Linked DNA regions of Salmo salar: region 2 is linked to region 1. The links are chromatin contacts, called in public Hi-C maps. All regions are on one chromosome and are shown on one strand. Each heading gives the region's core, a stretch centred on a gene start, on an enhancer-like site or on the middle of the called end of the contact. The rest is flanking DNA. Distances are from core to core; before and after follow the strand shown. Region 1 has its middle 39 kb from the start of LOC106592201. Region 2 holds the start of LOC106581359 (phosphatidylinositol 4,5-bisphosphate 3-kinase catalytic subunit beta isoform).

The links. Hi-C and Micro-C count contacts between places; a contact is called where the count stands out from the background.
Region 2: a Hi-C map of gill shows a contact between it and region 1, with 6 times the contacts expected there. The contact joins the promoter of LOC106581359 here to the enhancer-like site in region 1. A contact is called at or near these places in 2 of 3 Hi-C or Micro-C datasets (gill and muscle).

The regions. Positions count from the first base shown.
Region 1 is chrssa20:75,565,350-75,569,359 of Ssal_v3.1, reverse strand. No RefSeq gene overlaps it. Among protein-coding and RNA genes, the nearest start is that of LOC106592201, 39 kb to the right of the region's middle. Within about 2 kb of position 1,964, at least 10 of the 13 cell types and tissues checked have an H3K27ac peak or open chromatin away from gene starts, as enhancers often do. A contact at or near this core is called in gill and muscle, where this site is marked.
Region 2 is chrssa20:75,812,278-75,816,415 of Ssal_v3.1, reverse strand. LOC106581359 (phosphatidylinositol 4,5-bisphosphate 3-kinase catalytic subunit beta isoform) reads right to left here and starts at 1,402. Exons shown (of 25, transcript XM_045703940.1): 1 at 866-1,402.

The sequences.
Region 1 (4,010 bases), core at 715-3,214:
GGTTGTCACCAAGCTTCCTGTTTGTATTAAACAATCTCTGTCCAGAGAGATAAAGGAGGGGGAGGGTCAACAGATATGTAGAAAGAGAGACAGATTTCTTCTCCCTACTCTCCCTCTATCTTACAGAAAAATAAAGACAACATAGAGGACAATTAGAAATCCCTCTCAGAGCACTCCCTCTCAGAGCACTCCCTCTCAGAGCACTCCCTCTCAGAGCACTCCCTCTCAGAGCACTCAGATGTGGGTAGCAGGATTAGGGCTGTCAGCAGCGCGACAGCTGCGTACATCTGGAGCTGTTGGCCCCTTACAGCTCAATCCTCACATCGTTACATACAGCTAGCTACAGCTACCCCACTGTCTGCCCTGCTTTACTCTGCTGTGCTACACATCACGTCATTACTGACAAACACACACCTTTACCCTGCTCTATCTTACATCCCCATCTCTTGTCTAGCCCTTCCCTGGGGGAAGGATTTATGTGTGACACATGCTGTTTTTCATGATGACGTACAGGTAGGTATCTCTGGTTACGTGACTGTATAATATGCTGGTGGCTTGTGAGTGTGTGTGTGTGCCGTGGGCTCACTGTGAGAGATAGCCACCTGGTCTTTCATAATCCCTCTCTAGAAGATTTAAGCAGTGATCACTCCTACATGTTACCTGGGACGACCAGAGAATGTCTGCCAAAGCCAGGCAATTTTTTCTCAATGAATAGATATTCAACAGTCCAAAAACAGTCTCCTTGGTTTCGCTCTCCTTTTATTGTGGAATACACTATAGTGCACAATGACAATTCAATTGCCTACCATTTTAGAACTTTCCAATCAGTTGCTGACTTATGGGTCAGAATGAATAATTATCTAACAAAATGTTTGTGACTTCCTTAAAGTTTTCATACAAAAATATTGCCCTAGAATCTATCCCACGACCATTTATTATTAAGAATGTTTCAAAAATACTTGGAGACATTTTTTACAGACCAAATCATAAGGTGTTTGACAGTAAATATGTGCTAAAGTGCAACGTTACGTGTCTATGTTTTTGTAGATGTCTACATTTTGTTTTGTATGGCTGCATGAGAAAGTGTGTGTGTGTGTGTTCCCTATCATCCAGACAGATTTCATAGCTATCTATCAGACAGTGCAGGAACACATTGTAACGATGGTGTAGGAATGTCTAGTACTCTGACTCAAAGCTTTGCCTCAAGGATAGGCAGACATCACATAGCAGTGCAGAAAAACAACCAAATGGCCAAATATAGGAATAGCTGAATTCTTACATCAGACACAGTTATACCATGCAGAAAGAAGGAAAGATAATTGCTGTTTTTTAAGCATGGGTGCCCAAAGAGCATGGCACTCCAACATGTTGACACCCATGGCATCTAAATTTAATCTATTTATTTATTTTTGTAATGAGAAAAGACTGTCTGTATTGGTAAGACAAACATAATACATGTGTATGGTACTTACAATTTGAGGACAATACTAAATTCCTAATTCCAATCTAGGACTACATGTCACAGTTTCATGAGCATCACCACTGTAACCATGAACGACTTGCAAGTGGACACAGAACAAATGATCAATTAGCGCCATCTTGCGAACATCCTTTATAAAACACTCACACAATCGAAAGACACCATCTCCCATGATTCCCCCATTTCTACGTCGTATGTAAAGGTCACGTCAGTGTGCGCGATAAGGTAACTACAAACATGGCAGCGCTTTTTGCAATAAGATGCTTATGTAGAAGCAATTCTCGGGTCAGAAATGTCGATGAAAACGCACGAGTACTTGTCAGATGTAGCAGAAGGATGCTGTGCAGTGCACCGTCTTACAGCAGTAAGTCGTTTATTTTGTCGCCACACAGAGAAATGGGAGTTCTACCGCTGACCTTGTAGCATGTGCAGCTATTGTTGTCTAACGTTAGTTGCCTATGCTAGCTAGCGTTCAATTTTCAGTATTTTAACGGTACTAGTAGCTATACTCGAAGCGATTTACACAAATGTAGACAACGTACATTTTTGCCGCGTTCAAAACTGGCAACTCAAATCTCCGATTTCAGTGCGTTCAAGACAACTTAGAATTCGGAAAAAACGAGCTCCGACTGGAAAAATCGAACCGTCATCCAACTAGGATTTCTTAGTCGGAAACTCCGGCCTCTTTCTAGAGCTCCGACCTGAAGAGAGATCACTGGCATCGTGATTTGACCTTGTTTTTTCCCAGTTCTCAGTAGACTTGAAGGCACCATTAGCATTTCTTTCAGCATAAACTACTGGTGGTTTCAAGACAACTGGGAACTCAGGGAAAAAAAAGAAACGTCAGTGATATTCTGCTCGGAAAGTCGGAGCTCTTGGAAGTTCCCAGAGTTCTCGACATTTCCCGATTTGGATGAAGATTTAAAAGATTTTTCCCAGTCGGAGTTTTTTTTTTTTTATCCCAGTTGTATTGAACAATCGGAAGTCGGAGATTTCCCGAGGTCTGAGTTCCCATTTGTTTTGAACGTGACAGCAGTCAGACTTAGCGCATCACATGCATATTATCTGGCTACCATTGAGCTAATTTAAAGGGAAAATCCACCCCAAATAACTCATTCCTTTAATTTACAGTGTTAAGTAACTATGTGAGAACAATATTTTATGTGAATAAATAAGGCTGGTAGCAACGTGGAAATCTGTTGCAGCTGAAGTCTACTACAAAACCGACAATGCAATGCTCTCTCCATGGGCTGGCTAGGTAGCTAGATAAAAAGCAAACGTAGTTAAACACATTATAGCTAACTATCAATTTAGGAGTCCACAATCTCGCCATGTTCAACCTGCAGAGTGGAGTCTGACATTCGCAACGGCACTATGCAATGCACCCTGGACTGAAGAGGCAGACATATGAGAATTGTGGAGGACCCTCTTGTTAAATTACACATTACTCAAGGTAGGAATATTGCAAAAATATGAAAAATGGCTCATTTGAGAGAAGACAACGTCCTGCGTTATGACTTCGGCCCTTATTGAAATCTGACGTATGATAGACGTTTTTGCGATCTAAAAGTCATATTCCTATTAACTTCCAGTGTAGTGAGTGGCTTTATTACAATGCTACGTCATAATGGCCAAATTTCTGCCTGCTTGAACGGCAATAGCGCAGATACACATGAACAGGGGGGCAACTTTAGTTTTAGAAGTGGGTGGGGGGGGACATAACCTGGCGGTGATTCTGGGGGTCCTCCCTCAGAATTGTTTTAGGCATCTAAAGCTATTTTCCTGCATTTCTACTGGGGCTGTCCCTGACACACAAATAAACAAATTGTTGGTCGACCAAGAGTCTTTTTTTTCTTTTTTTTTTTTTCTTCAACCAATCGATTGGTCAAAAATGTGAAACGGGAAGAGTGCGCTTGTTTCATATGGAAAAGCGTTGCGGTAGCTTTGATAAAGAACATTGAGATGAAGCAGCTGCTTTATAAGTGGGATGCACTGAGTGCTACATCCTGAGGGGTTCGTGCTGATTGTACGGAGATTGTGACAGATGGTTAAATGGCAACCCTTGAGAAGGCATGAACAAGATGTATGTCAGGAGAACTGCAGTATTATCATAAGGAGAAGTGTACTTGGAATACGGAGTAGGAATGGAGGAAAAAAGAGAGGCAGAGGAGCTCTGAGGGTGCGCTTTAGTCGGTTAAAAATGGTGGAAAAAAGGGAGCTGGTTTGTTAAAGAAGAATGGTAGAAAGTGTAAGCAGGGTGAGCTGAAGACAGGAGGCGAAATGGAAGTGAATGAAGGTGAAGTATCAGCGGTGGTAGGTGTGGTGATGTTCTCGTAGCCCGAGACATGCACCGAGGTTCAGGATAAAGATGAGTCTTTAGTTTTTGGGAAAAGTGGGCCGTTGGCTTTTGGCTGATCCATTTGTGGTTTCAGGGTGGGTGAAAACAAATTATTGAAAGGAGGGATTACTGGGGTAGTGGTAAAACATGACATTGTTGGCTGATACCGAAATCAAATATTTTCCTTGTCAA
Region 2 (4,138 bases), core at 153-2,652, 250 kb before region 1:
GCTTAATTCTACCCGTCCTCTCCAAAAACATCCCGGTTCTACACATAAAAACGTCACGTTTGAGTTTAAATATAAACTACAGCGGGGCAAACGTCGATGTGACGTGCCCTATTTTACCACTCTGTCAATGTTCCTGTAACATCCCCTTCAGTTTGGCATAGAGTACATACAAAATGAATCCTGACATAACCAACAGCAAAGAATAGCAATGGTACCAAGAGTAGCCTAAACATGTCCCCATCGTGTCATCCGTAGCCCAGAGTCAACCCGTGGTTTTGTATAGGCTGAGATAAAAATGAGGGAACAGCAGCGGAATACACCAGGAGTAGGATACACCGGGTGCAGAGGGGTAAACGAGTGCGTCAAGCCCGAGTTTTAATTAATGGCAAGTCACCAAATAAAATGATAAAAACGACACCCAACTGCATCTTAAATACATTGCATAATAATTGTAAGACCAAATCATGTCGCTGCTTTCAAAGGCCCATATTTAAAAACGACTACAATCCGAGGATATTTGGCATAGTCTACATAACTCGTAGGGTTTGTAGTTCACATGATCCTAGGTGTGGACGATACTTACGGATGATAACCCTAGGGATAAGGCAGAATGGATCCTTGGGTGCTCCGAGAGGAAACCAACCATGAAACTCGTTTCGAAAAAGTGTCTATTGTTTGACAAAATGAAGATACGAATCTTTTCAAAACACTACAAAAAGTGGAAATGTAGCCGACAAATTCAAACAACCATCTGGGTGTAGATACAACGTAGCACTTCAAGTCCACCTCGGTCGACGTGCTCACTGACTCCATGTAGATTAGCCTACTAATTCGAGATAGCGACGGAAGTGTGCCAGGGACTTACCTTGAGTTACACTCCTGTTGGGAATAGGATAATATCGACCGTCCTAGTGAGGAAATAGGTATAGTTAAAAGTATTTTTTCTCTCGATATGAATCCACAATAACGATATATTTATATAGGCTTTAAAATAAGCGTATGCGTGACAAGATGAGCAGTGGGAAACCGCTGTCTTCTCCCTGCAGGACAATGCGGCCAGGTGGGCTGATCGGCGTTGGCTTCCTGTTTTTCAGAAGGTGAACCACGCACAGTTCGGGTGCTGTTGGTTTTTTTCTTCTATCCCTCCCGTTCCGTCTCTCCCCCTCCCTGCGTAGCCTACACTGTTCTTGCAGTCGCCTAGTGCTCAGCCGGCTTTGCTTCCCCTATCTTCATATCTCCGGCATGAAACTTCGGGGCCGAGATTTCACCCGGAAACACACAGTTCTGAAACCTCTCCAACTAATTGAGACGAAAGAAAAGAAACGCGAGTGGAATTTGCCAGTTGAAACATTCATTCCAACGTCGCCGAAGGCGCGTCGATTATACCCGGTGCATTCTTTTGGTGAGGGGGTCGCGAGTTGACTTGAGGCTGTCATTATACTTGGTTTTCTCTGCCACTCAGTGCCTGCCTGGTTGTGAGGCTGTGTTAAAAACGAATAGGTACACTATGCCTTATTTTGTATGTCAATAACAGTAAAGGCAGTGCATTCATCTATAGCTTAGCCTACTGTGAATGCATAACCAACCCCCTAGGCTAATGGTTCACATTCAACTAGGCTTCATTATTAATCGTGGTTTTGACCAAAACCGTCTCATAGAGAGTAAGGATAAACCAGAGGTATTTATTAGTTAGTAATCATTTTATAGTGCCTGCACCATGCAACCCAAGTCAGTTGCCTCATCAATTGAAAGCGCAGAAAGTTGACCCTTTGTCAAGTGGTGGCAATGTCTCTGATCTATCACATTTTTAAAAGCACAGTGACAAAAGGCAGAAAAAAGTATGTATTTGGTCCGATACAGCAATCCACTGTTGCTGCAGGGAGAAATGTAACCATAAATGAAAGAGCTGTGTCGCCTCCTGGTGACCTGTTTATATAAATGAGGACATGTTCTTACGTCATTATTGACGGAGAACAGTGGTGAGTTCAGTTTGATTTAACGTTTGCTACGTTGTGTGACCGTTTGTACTGAACGACACGTTTCCCCAAAAAAGTATGCACCGTTCTTCAACAGCCTTTGAGGTACGTTTGCTTCGAGGTATCGCCTGATTTAATATGGGTGTGACCATTTGAAATAGCAAAACTCACCAAACACCACACAGTAATCGCCCTCTAGGCCACCAACATCACAACGCTTTTCAACTGGTCGTTCAGTATCCTTTTCGTTGATTTTCAACGTTGCACACCGTCATACTGAACACACCCCATGACATTTACATTTTAGTCATTTAGCAGACTCTCTTATCCAGGGCGACTTACAGTAGTGAATGCATACATTTCATACATTTTTTTTTCTCCGTACTGAGTTTAGGAAACTTCTGGTTAACCAGGGAGGAGGCGATGGACTGGCTGTCTCAGAACTGACCAATAGTGTGCCAGAGATGACCAAAACCAGTGCACTCTATGGGGTATGGGATGTAATGTGTGGGTGATGATAACATTACTAAACTCATCTGACCTATAACACTGATTGTGACTATAACATTACTAAACTCATCTGACCATAACACTGATTGTGACTATAACATTACTAAACTCATCTGACCTATAACATTACTAAACTCATCTGACCATAACACTGGTTGTGACTATAACATTACTAAACTCATCTGACCTATAACATTACTAAACTCATCTGACCTATAACACTGATTGTGACTATAACATTACTAAACTCATCTGACCATAACACTGATTGTGACTATAACATTACTAAACTCATCTGACCTATAACACTGATTGTGACTATAACATTACTAAACTCATCTGACCTATAACACTGATTGTGACTATAACATTACTAAACTCATCTGACCTATAACACTGATTGTGACTATAACATTACTAAACTCATCTGACCATAACACTGATTGTGACTATAACATTACTAAACTCATCTGACCTATAACACTGATTGTGACTATAACATTACTAAACTCATCTGACCATAACACTGGTTGTGACTATAACATTACTAAACTCATCTGACCTATAACACTGATTGTGACTATAACATTACTAAACTCATCTGACCCCAGATTTGATAAACATGTGGAATATGTGAGGCATTTCTACTAGAGCTTTTATCTGATGGATGGAAATGTTTCCATGGCAACTATGTGTTTGTTGTATTTGATACCATTCCACCAATTCCGCTCCAGCCATAACCACAAGCCAGTCCTCCCCAATTAAGGTGCCACCAACCTCTTATGGTTTACCATTTCCAATGCCACTCCACTCTCTATTGCTCTCTCTCTCGCTCTCTATCACTAGCTCTCTCTCACACACATGCACACACGCATCACTGAACTTCAAGAAGCACTCTCATTATTAGCTGTAATACAATATTTCATTCCACAAGAGGGCGGTACATAGCAGCCTAGCATGTGCATCAACCTTTATCCCAAAGATCACCAGATATGTTTTAGGGCTAGGTTCATTGCCAGGAGTCATGAATTGAATGGAAGCTTCCCTTATTGGCTGAGACCTAAATGGAATTTACCCCTACCCCTCATTATTACATTTGTAAAAGAGTCAGTAATAATATAAATATGTATACATGCATGAATAAAATAAGTATTACCAAGTCACTTGGCGACTTTGGTTCCACCACTTCAGCATGGGAGACATCAGCCTATGTAATGTAATACATGCCTCTAAAACACTACAATAAAAAAGCAACCAATTTGAGGACAGACCCACTTAATACAATACCCCAATCGAACCACTGTTGGGTGATTAAGTTGTGGTTATATACAAACAAATCGCACAAGGCTATCCAAACCATGCCGAGGCTCTGAGCCAATCTGGGAATATGACTAATGAAATAAATCGTCTTTCAAAGGAAACCCTCTGCTCTGTGAAGCAGGCCAGAGCCAGGGACAGGCTGTGCCATGTGTCATATGGCCTACATAGGCAGGCAGGGGTGTGGGGCACTCCCTCCTAGTCCCCTCATAACATTCTCATTGTCTTAAATTTGGTAAACATAAGACGGCTCAAAGGGAAGAGCCAGAGTGCTATATGGCTGACTCCAGCATGCTTCTATTACAGAGCTATTCTCCTCTTATTCAATTAAATGT